2 separate regions of the Mus musculus genome follow, and region 2 is linked to region 1. A link is a contact called in public promoter capture Hi-C data. All regions are on one chromosome and are shown on one strand. Each heading gives the region's core, a stretch centred on a gene start, on an enhancer-like site or on the middle of the called end of the contact. The rest is flanking DNA. Distances are from core to core; before and after follow the strand shown.

What was found. Promoter capture Hi-C pulls out the DNA fragments that hold promoters and counts their contacts.
Region 2: a promoter capture Hi-C map of hippocampal neurons shows a contact between it and region 1, with 4 times the contacts expected there. The contact joins the promoter of Clca3a2 here to the promoter of Gtf2b in region 1. A contact is called at or near these places in 1 of 39 promoter capture datasets (hippocampal neurons) and 1 of 115 datasets of contacts at active chromatin or transcription factors (astrocytes).

The regions. Positions count from the first base shown.
Region 1 is chr3:142,762,864-142,768,498 of GRCm38.p6, forward strand. Gtf2b (general transcription factor IIB) reads left to right here and starts at 2,384. Exons shown (of 7, transcript NM_145546.1): 1 at 2,384-2,425. The coding sequence starts at 2,409.
Region 2 is chr3:144,816,309-144,821,943 of GRCm38.p6, forward strand. It overlaps Clca3a2 (chloride channel accessory 3A2), which reads right to left and starts at 3,186. Exons shown (of 14, transcript NM_030601.3): 1 at 3,003-3,186; 2 at 1,615-1,755; 3 at 842-989; 4 at 394-502. The coding sequence starts at 3,161.

The DNA of each region.
Region 1 (5,635 bases), core at 1,134-3,633:
AAATGGTCTCCTAGAGAAAGGTATTACAGGCATCGATCATGTGCTTACAGCAGATAGGCTTCCTCATAGACGAGGCTGGCCTCAAACTCATTGTGTATCCAAAGACGACCGTGAGCTCCTGCTCTTCCTGCCTGAGTGCTGACAGTGCAGTCTGCACTATCACAACCGTTCCCTGCAGCGCTGGGGATTGAACCCACGCCTTCGTGTCTTTTAGGCAGTCTACCAAATGATCTACATTCCCAGCACCTCTTGTTCTTTCAAAGGAAGCTAGTAGCTTCTGTTCAGCTCGAGAAAACAATGTCTGGCAGCCAGACAGCAGTGGCACATACACTTAATCCCAACACTCGGGAGGCAGAGGTAGGTAGATTTCTGACTCAGTGGCCAGCCTGGTCTACAGAGTTCCAGGACAGCCAAGGCTACAGAGAATTTCTGTTTTCAAACAAACAAACAAACAAACAACAAAACAAAAAACAAAAGAATACTGAAAAGAATGGGTAGGCTTAGAGTTTTCAAAACCTTCTTTAATTATGGTTCTTTAAGACTTCAACCTCTGTTGTAGTCCAGCATCCACCAGAGTTAGGGAAAAAGAAAGGTTAATAGGAAATAGGGGTTGTGGACATGCTTAGAAATGGTTCTTTGGAGCTATTCAAATCTCTGTTGTCAGCAGTCTGGTCTACTAGCAAACTACCAAATCAGCAACAGCAGTCCAGTACACCAGTCCAGTATACATGGCAAACATAAATCCATAGCAGCCGCTAGGTCCAGAGGAAACCATGAGGTTCGACCTATCAGCACAAGTCCACAGAAGCAGGAAGAAGCCGCTGGAACACCACCATAAGTTCTTTGGTGCATTTTTCACTATGAAGTCACAACAAGCTAAGATCAGCGAATCAAGCAAGGCGAACCAATTGCAGGAGCACTGTCCGCCGTCTGTTGGGTTATACTTATGCTCTTTCCAAACATATGTCCCCTCAAGCATCCGCCGTAGCAAAACATCACACGCCCTTTCACTAGGCAGTTTTCAGAAAAACACCCTGCGCCTGTTCTCGGCAAAACACCGTTACATAAGACAGTTTCCAGAAAAACATCACATGATACAACTGAGTCCCTAACAAAACCAGAAATTCCCACTTCAACAAATGTCTGCTTAATGGCATTTGATTTCCATTAACAAATAAAATGCTTACTGAGTTTTCATCTCAGTGGAAGACACCCAACTTGCAGTTACCTTAATTCAGACTTTGTTGGGAATGGTTTATTTACAAGAAAGTAGCACTGTTGCCTTAAGGTAAGAGGACGGGAGCTGAGACAAGGTCTTGTTCTGCAGGTCAGGCTGGCTTGGGATTCATGACCTCCCACCTCTGCACCCTAACTTCTAGAATTACAAGGGTGACCCCCAAGACCTGCCTTGTGAGGCCCTTGTATAGACGTTAGCTGTTTTATTACATTTCCTATACTCGGTTTTCAGTCAAATATTCGATGATGATTGGGGAACAACAACAACATGGGTCATAGCAGGGCTGTCTCTTGCAATTCTAGAAGGGTTTGTGAGCCAGATACCCTCCATGCCTACACTGTTGAGATAAAGGACATGTAGGAACTTTGAATCATGTTGGCCAATGACAGAGCTTGAATTGATACCTACTCCTGAAGACAACAACTAATTTCTCTTTTTATTCCAAATTCTTTAGTCAGGGCAAATGAGACATTCAATCAGATAGGGAAAACTGACTTGAAAATAAAGGAAAGGAATTTGGTGCGAGCGCTTTGCCCCTTTCAACCAACCTGGTTTCCTTGTGTGTTGGTTATTTTGTGTGTTTGTTTATTTAAAGGTGTTTTTTGTTTGAGACGAGGTCTAACTCCAGATCCTCCTACCTTCTTGGTGCAGGAATACTTGAGAGTATCACCCGAGGAGGCAACTCCCATTTTAATTTCCTCTGTTTGAGAGCTAGCTCAGGCGCAGCACATTCTGAGTCTTCTTGGGTTGATTTTTTGTTTTGATTTGTTTGAGACTGTGTGTGTCTGTGTCTGTCTGTCTGTCTGTCTCTCTCTCTTTATCTCTCTCTCCCTCCTCCTGGCTGTTCTGGAGCACCCTGTGTGGATCAGGTTCCTCTAAACTCACAGAGATCCTCCAGCCTCTGCCTCCGGAGATCAAAGGGGTGTGCTATCCCGCCAGGCTTTGAAGATTTTGCCAATCAACCAGCAGCCGGGAGCCACGCAGCAGCAGCGGAGACAACCAGGAAGTACACAGCCCGCGTCGTCAAGGACCGAGCGCTTTTTAGCCCTCCTCCCGACCCGTAGCCGCGCGGAGTGCGCGCGAGCGACTCGCGCATAAAAGCCCGGCTCGGGGCGTCTAGGAGCCAGTGCTGCTTCCTGCTTCGGACGGAGCTGTTGGCGGAGCCGCGAAGATGGCGTCGACCAGCCGGTGAGTGCAACGGCCTCGGAGCGAGTGGAGCAGGGCATCGCGGGGCCCAGGTTCCTCCAGAAGGCCGCCGCGGGTGTCCCTTACCCACCTGAGTCATCGCCGCCCGGGTTTGACCCTGCGGATCCGCACGGCCCCGGCCTCCGTCTCCGGACCCTTCAACCGTCTTTGTGTCATGTTGATGTTTTCTGTGTATTTTCTCCCTTACGGCCCATCCAGCCGGAGGGGGCTGAAACCCCGTTTCCGAAGAGCTGGAAAAGCGACGTTCCAGGTCCCTATCGATCTGACAACCGCAAAGTTGAGAAACGTCAGCATTGGTTGTCTGGTGGCAAAGGGTCGCTAGCCCAATGGCCCCCCCAGAAGTGGAAACGAAAGCACATACGGAGACTTGATTCATTCTCCTAAAAGACCCCCTGTCCCCACCCCGAAAAGTATCATTGCGTACTCTGAAGGAGATGCTGTCTGCAGAAAATTAATTACATATGCTGGAAGTCATTTTAAATGTATTTTTAAAACGTAGTTTGCTTAATATCTACAGGAAATGCGTGTTGTGACCGCAGAGACAGCCTTTAATCTTGTGACCTCCAAAATGCTTTGCAGACCCTAATTATATCTCTTGTAACCACTATGAGGTAGATATTAGTATACTGGCATATGTGTAAACTGAGTCATGCCAGCGTGTTGACCTTTCGCGGGCCACTATACCTATTCTGATTATCCGTCCACTGGTCTCCAGTTAACACAGAATGTACAGAAAGTATCAAATTAAGTTCTGTTCTTTTGGCACTTTTTTTTTTTTTTCGGAGGTGGTTACTATGTGTGGAATTGGTAAACGTCACCGGGGGAAGCCATTATTTACAGAAACTTGGCCTTTCTGGGAACCTCCAAGTCTGCTGTTTATTATAAAAAGTGGGAGGTGGGCATAGGAAGCCTCGTGAACTTCTTGCGTGGAAGCAATGGGCAATCTTGTTTACTGATTTTATGATTTAATTAGATTAATTATGATTTAATCATTCCATCTGGGTGTGGTTTTGTCACGTAAGGCTTCCTTGTAGCGACATAGGAACCTTCAGCTTCCCCAAATACTATTGAAATTTCCCATGGGTGATGTGTTCATATGTAGGCACAGCTTACCATCTTAGGGAAAAGGAACTCCTGTATTCTTGAAACACAAGTTGTAGTGTTTAAATAGTACACATAGTAAAATCACTGGTTACAGTTTTTAAACTTTTCTTCACTTAAAAAAATCCCTTGAAATTAATTTCTTTTCTGGACAGCTAGTGTTTGATTTTGAGTTAGTGGTCTCGAATCTTCTGTCTCCACCTTGAAAACTGTGGGGTTGTAGATCTGCCCGGCCCTCATCCAGCTCTTAAGTCTGTGTCATTCCTGTTGCTATCAAGTTTTGCCAGCAGTGTGAATAGAGAGAAGTTGCCTGAGAGTTTGTCATACCTTGAGGGCGGCATGTAGGCACTAAGCATTGGCACTGGTTGGTGTTCTCGAAGAGAACATGTCCAGATTGATGCCCACTCTTTATTCCGACGTCAGTAAATAACTTTTTGGCTGCGATCTGTAAAATGAAGATTGTGCCTATCTTTTAGGATGTTGTGCACATTGAGCATTCAAAATGTTTATGGGCGGGGGAGGGGGCTCCATGGTTAGGAACACTGGGTGCTTTTCCAGCACCCACATGGCAACTCATGAACTCCTAACTCAATTCCAGGGCATCTCTTCTGTCTCTGTAGGCACTAAGACATACATGCAGACAAAATGTTCATATTTAAATAATTTGGATAAATAAATAAATAATGTTTAAGGCGGTATCATTTAAATACTCTGCAAAGTTTTTCATGTTTCCCTCTTTTAAATGTTAGGGATTGAAACCAGGACTTATATATACTAGGCACGCATCTTCCACTAAGCTCCATTCTCAGCCTCTTTACCTACTTTTGTCTTTGAGGCTGTAGTGTCAGCTGCCTTGGAACTCCTATGTACAGTTATCTGCTGACAGTGATTCCCAGCCCCTCGGCCTACTATTCCATCCATCCATCCATCCATCCATCCATCCATCCATCCATCTGTTGAGACAGCCTCACTCTAGTCGATGTATAGTTCCTAGGGTAGCTTTGACTAGGTAGCATGCCTAGCTATTTCTGCTTCCTGAATACTGACATGTCCCATCACAGCTGGCTTGATAGACTTGTTAGTAGTGCCAAACTATGTTAATCCTTAACATACTGTTAGGTTAATTTCCTGCTTTGTTTATTGAGAGCCACTCTTATTTTGCTAACATTTTACTTTATTTCTGCAGCTTTTTGATTTTTATGAAATACTTTATTTTTTTAAGATTTATTTTTTTCTAACAAGTTTGCAGAACAAGTATAAAGCAGTTCCTGTCCTCTCTCATTTTTCCAATTAGAAGACTCCAGGATATGTTTTAATGAAGTAAATAAATCTGTGATTATTTAGTGAATTTTTTAAAAATCAGTTTTCCATGTGACTTAGTTGTTGGTAGTTAGGGAGAGAGACCTGTGGTGAAGGGCACTTGTTGCTTCTGCAGAAGACCTGCACCCACATGGTAACTAGTTCCAAAGTATCCCTGGGAACTAACCATTCAGGCAGTACACCTGCACACGCGCAGGGAAAACACCTATAAGACAAAAATAAATATATCCTTAAAAATAAGTCAATAAAACACAATGTGGTTGTTAAAACATTTTGAATCGTACTAGCTAGCAGGAGAAACTTGATCCAAAACCACAGAAGCATAGTTAACTATAAGAACAGTTGATTTTGTGTTTTAGGTGTGTGCTTTCCATGACTGTAATATATAACCGTTTATTGTATCGTGTAAGTGAATTTTAAAAGAACACTCACCCTTTGGAGAACTTGTAAGATTTTGCTGAGAATCTTTGTTACTTTTAAAAGCTTGTTTTCTCAAATCATTTAAGGTTAATCAAGTTCCTCAAACTGTTTTATTGTTTGAGATAAAATAAGTAAGAAAGTTAAAAATATCATGAGCTGGGCCTTGTGGCACATCCCTGAGATTTCACCACTTCAGGAAGCTGAAGCAAGAGGAGTACTCCTAGTTTTACACCAGCCTGGGCTGTATAGTGGGTTTGAGGCCAACAGGACTACAGATAAAAAGAAAAGAAAAAGAAAAGTATTAATGTTAATAGTATCATAAATCTAAATTAATGTGATAGCTTTAAAGTT
Region 2 (5,635 bases), core at 1,936-4,435, 2.1 Mb after region 1:
AATGTAAAGAAGGGAGGAGCATCACATGTCTTCTTTCTACACAGAGTTAGTATACAATATGCATGAAGAAATCAAAGTGTAAAATAATATTGGAAATGTCGGTAGGATTAAGTTGCAATTTGTTGATGTCTTTGGACTTAGCTATTACATTTTTCTGCTATCAATAAATGATATTTGAAAAAAATCCGGTGAGTACTGAGTTAGGTCCCTATATTTGATTATCTTCATTCCAAGGCAGGGACACCAGAACTAATTGAATATGTATTAGTACAAAATGGTACAGTGTCAATACTGTGTGAACTGTCTAAACATCCTGTCACTTGAACTGCCCAGAACAGACAGCAGAAGACCCTCAGGCAAGAAATTGTAGAATTGGAAAATTCACAGTGATACCTTGTTGCTTCTATAGTGTTCTTTCTAGAAATGTAGAAAGGCCGGTCCACGTTATACTCATCAAATACTCCCCACCGGAGATGGGCCCACTCATGGACAAAGACTCTGCCTGAGAGAGAAGACTGTCATCTACAAAACTGAAGTTTAAGTATTTGAATACAGTTTCCTTTTATTTTTAATCGCTTTGTCTATTTCCCAAATTGAAATCGTTACAAACTCTAAGAAATTGATAACTTTTAATAGTTGAAAAATTTGAATATGCTTGTTATAACAAGTGACCCGTTTTATGTATTAATTTGAATGCACAAATAGGTGGGATATAACTATCATAGTTTCAAACGCAGGTGTTAGTGAAGGCTTAATTTTCTTAAAGTCTTAGAAATCCACATTAATGTAGTGGTTTGCTTTTCCCCAGTGGAAATAAGAAGTATAAAGTAGTTATTTTTACCTCGGGGTCCATAGATACGCAAGTTATCAGTGAGTAGGAAGTTTGGAGTGAAGTGTATGTACTGTCCTCTGTCCCCACACTGTCCATACTGAAGGGTGTAGGGGTCGTCTCCATGTTGCAGGTGAGGATCCGCAACTATGACGTCTGCCTAAAGTGCAGAACAGCAAACCCAGTCAGATTCCAAAATGTTAGAATCAAGAGATTTTACAAACAAGGACTGTCTCACTTAAGTGATAAAAGTTAGGGTTGAGTAGAGGGCTCCGTGGGTAAAGTGCTTTCTGTTTATGCACAAGAACGGGAGTTTCGGTCCCAATACCCACTCAAAAGCTGGGCATGGTGACGTGTGTTTGTAACCCCACTGGAGAAGTGGTAGAGACAGACAGACTACCAGAGATTGTTCTCTAGCTAGCCTACCCAAATTGATGACTCTCAGGTTCAGTAACAGACCTTGTCTTTAAAAGTTAAAGGTCCAAAGCAAATAGAGGAAACCACCTAATATTAACCTCTGACTCCTACATGATCACACACACACACACACACACACACACACACACACACACACACACTTGGGGAGAGCATGTGTGTGCTTCCACACACATACACAAACATGTGAATGTGTACACATAGTCCACACAGATGTACACACAAGCACACAAAAGCAACAAAAAGTTTTAATACTTATTACTAACTTAATGGTTAACAATTATCAAACCTTGTAAACATTCATTTGGAAACCCACAAGAAACAGTTTAGGAGCTGGACAGGAAACCTACTTTGTCGTACGATTCTCGTTTTGGCATTAAGTACTCAGATTTTGACTTCCAGGTCATCGGGACTAATATGCTTATGTTCCTGAAATAAACTCTTCCTTGGCTGGCTTCAAACAGGTAGGTAGAAGCTTGAGTTACCATTTCCTGAGAAAATGAAAAGTGCATTGTGGTAGCAATCTCGAAACAAACTGAGCATAAATCATCTATACATAAACCAGAAGAAGCAAACGGAGGCTCCTCTTCCTCAAGTGTGTGTGCACAGAGTAACTGAAAAACTGGGATACATTTAACTGAATCTCTTGGATCCGTAAACTCATTTCCACATGCCCAAAGCTAACCCTGACCTTCACCTGCCCACCCCTCCAGGTGGCAGTTGGATTGGAGATGCGACGTGAGGCATAACAGGGATGAAAGTCAGAAGTCTGCAGGCAAGTGGTGTGTTAATCAATTTTTTTTACAATTGCATTGTTCAAACTCACAGGGAACTTAAGGTCTGGTAATTATTATATTCTATGTTAATTAAAATTGCTTTTGTTTTATTTTGAGTTACTGCCCAAGTAGAGCATATAAATAAATGACCAGATTATTAAAAAAACACACATTTTTTGGGTAAACTTTATATACGAATGTGTCTACACCCTTCCCCCATTCCTCCCACAACCCTCACTCTCCCTAACAAATTCACGACCTCATCTTCAATTATTATTGTTACACATATGTATACACAGCTATATTTATAACCCATTGAGTCACTCTGGCATGGCTCAAGAGCTAATAATAAAGACAAATAAGACTGGTTTGCTTCTGCCTGCTACTTGCTACAATCCTACAAATAATTCATTCAATTTTTAGAGGAACCCAGCCTTCTGCTCCTAAGCACTGCATGGAGATGTTGCAAGGACCTATGGACAAAGTACACAGGATGCAAACATTTTTATTAAACAAGTGCAATTAGAAACACATCAGCTTTAAGCATGTGTAAGTTTTCCTTCAAGGTAAGATAGGTAAGGATTTTCGGTTTTCCAAAGTTGAGCACGTAGGAGCAGCTGGAGGAGTGGGCAGGACATTTGCTGTATAGACTGTGTAAACCAACATTACTAAGATAAAGTGTGAGAACTCTTCTTCTTCTGAAGTCTCTTACCTTATCAAGTTAATAAATTATTAACAGGTTAAACACAGATTTTATTATATAATAAAATATAATGCTAGGCAGATTCCCATCATGACTGAAGATAATACTGCAGGCATGATGAAGACGGTCAAAGCGCCCCTTGGGAGGGTAAAACCGTGTGTGTGAGTGTGTAACTGTGTGTGTGAGTGTGTAACTGTGTGTGTGAGTTTGGATGTGCAGGCAACAGAATTATTGACCTGACAATAAAACCCCTTCTTACCTTTATGCTTGGGATGAGCCTTTCGTCCTCTGGCACACTGGGGTTAATGGCAATGACCACACCCTCGTATCCATTGCTGTTGAGATGCACCATGGAGCTCTCTGTGTTCTGCAGGAGATGCAGGGTGAGGAACAGAAGGACCTGCAGCCCTGGCACCATGGTCGCACTGCTCCAGTGAGAAGGAGCAGCACAGAAGGGCATTTATGTGTGTGCCTCGCTCGGGAATTTGAATCACGGCCAGAATATTTGCATAATTTGATAGAAATGCTGATATCTCTTGGGACTTTCCTTTTCTCCAACTGTTGACAGTATTCCACTGTGCCAGCCCAGGCTTGATGTACCTTATCTGTAAGATCCTCCCACATTATTTTTCTTGGAGTATCTTAAAGTTTTTTACCTTTCCCGAGTCACTGTTGTACTCTGTCTTGTTGCTTAAGCTCATCTTACCAACATAACACATCTTCTTACTAGATTTTAAATATTTTGTTAGCAAGAGATTATTTTTCTGAGTATAACTTCTCTCTCAGCCTCAATTTTTCTGACTCAAAACGAGGTCAATGAGGTCTTTAAAAAGGAATGTTGTGAAGATTAAATGTAATAACTCCTGAAGCAGGGCATGGGGCCTTATATTGCTGTGTTACACATGGAGTAGACCCTTTTAAAAAGAAAAGCCAGAAACAACAGAAGAAGAAGAAGAAGAGGAAGAAGAAGAAGAAGAAGAAGAAGAAGAAGAAGAAGAAGAAGAAGAAGAAGAAGAAGAAGAAGAAGAAGAAGAAGAAGAAGAAGAAGAAGAAAAGAGTTTCCTAGGGCCATCTGTAGTAAGAAATTTTGTTTCTTTAAAGACAGAAATATTATGAGAATGTGTTTTTCTTTTTATTCCCAGGTGTGGGACATGGAGCTGTGGGTTAGCACTTAAGCACACAGTGCCCTTGCAGTGTCCAGTACCAAGCCAGGCACTCCCATCCATCTGTAACCCTAGGTTCCAGGAATTCAACGCTTCTAGCCTGCTTTGGCACCTGAACTCATACACACACAACCACACACAGTCATACACACATACATGTAATTAACAGTGATAAAAAAAATCTTAAAAATACAGCATAAGAGAAATCTATTCTCTTGTCTGGAATGGAGACTCTCATCTTCTCTGTGACAAAACTGTTATACAATCTGGGGAGTACTACATGAGAGAATGCAGGAAAAGCACTTCAAGCAGGACTTTGACACTTAAAAAACTCAACTAGAATTATACACTATTATTAAACATCACATGCTGTTGTAAGTGTCAATGCTGACATAAGATTGCTAATTAAAATTTGTTTTTATGGCTTTAATTTGTAAAACTGTAAATAGAGTCTTCCAGGGTTTATGCTGGGAATGAGAAATCCCTGAGCTGCCCGAGGCTATGGGAAAAGCCAGCTGGTTGCAGGGAAAACTTAGCTTTCCTTCATGTTCTTATCTTCAACTATTGGGCCTGTCCCAGCTTGCAGTCCAAGCTTGATAAAGGCTGTGAAATCTTCCCACACTGTCCCCACTATAAGCATTTTTCTTTCTATCTACTTGAGTCACTGCTATGGCACCCCATCTGTTTATCTTGGGTGAATTTGGGCATACATAATGTATCACCTTAATAGCTCAACCATTTTCCTTCTGTCAAGAAAACTCTCCATCACAACTTAGCCTCTCTCATTCCCAATTTCCATAGCTGTAAAATGAGGAGAGCAAGTATCTTTCTAAAAACAAACAAAACAAAACAAAAACATTGCAAACATTAAATAAAATAATGCCTGAAACATCTGGTGTCCTACACTGCTGGATTACATATGTAATGAGACTGTCTCAGAAAACAAAACAAAACAAACAAGCAAAAAGCCCAAACCAATGTAACTAACTAAATAAAAGAGAAACATAATAAAGAGCACTTGCCATAGCAAGTGACCCTCCACCACCCAGTAAATCTCTTGTTGCCCTTCACCCACACAAAAGATGAGCATGCTTCTCTATGGTCTGTGCCCCTTACTGGTGCTCTGTATGAGTGTAGGATGCCGTCAGTGTGGGCATTGCCCCTGAAGGACTTGAAGACTTTTTTCGTGGATTAAGTTGGAATAAAATAATATTCAAAATACAAGTGAGAGTGGGGAAGGTTCCGCAGAGAGCTATAGCACAGCATCAGAGAACTCAGAATCAGAAAATAATTTCCCAAGGGGAGGGGAATCAGGAAAGCCCTCTGTGCAAGCTGAAGCTCCTTTGAGGGAATTTGTTCTAGGTTACAGCTGCGGACAGGGCAGCCTTGATCTTCCATCTCAGGCCTTTCAGCTTCAGTTTAGTTTCCTTCTTTGAGACAGGGTCTTGCTAAGTAGACCTGACTACACTGGAGCTCTGCATAGATCTGCCTGCCTCAGCCTCCCAAGGGCTGACATGGAAGGCTTATGTCGCTATACCTGAGACTTCAGACAATCTGCAAATTATATATGACACAGGATATGTTTTAGAAGCAGAGCCAGACTGTAATCTTAGAAATCACGGGAGAGTAGTTCTTGTTCCCATGTAAACAGTAGTTCTCAGCCCAAGATACAAGAGAATGTGGACTTCTCTGATAGATTTTATACGAGAAAGAGACTCCGTGTCTTGTG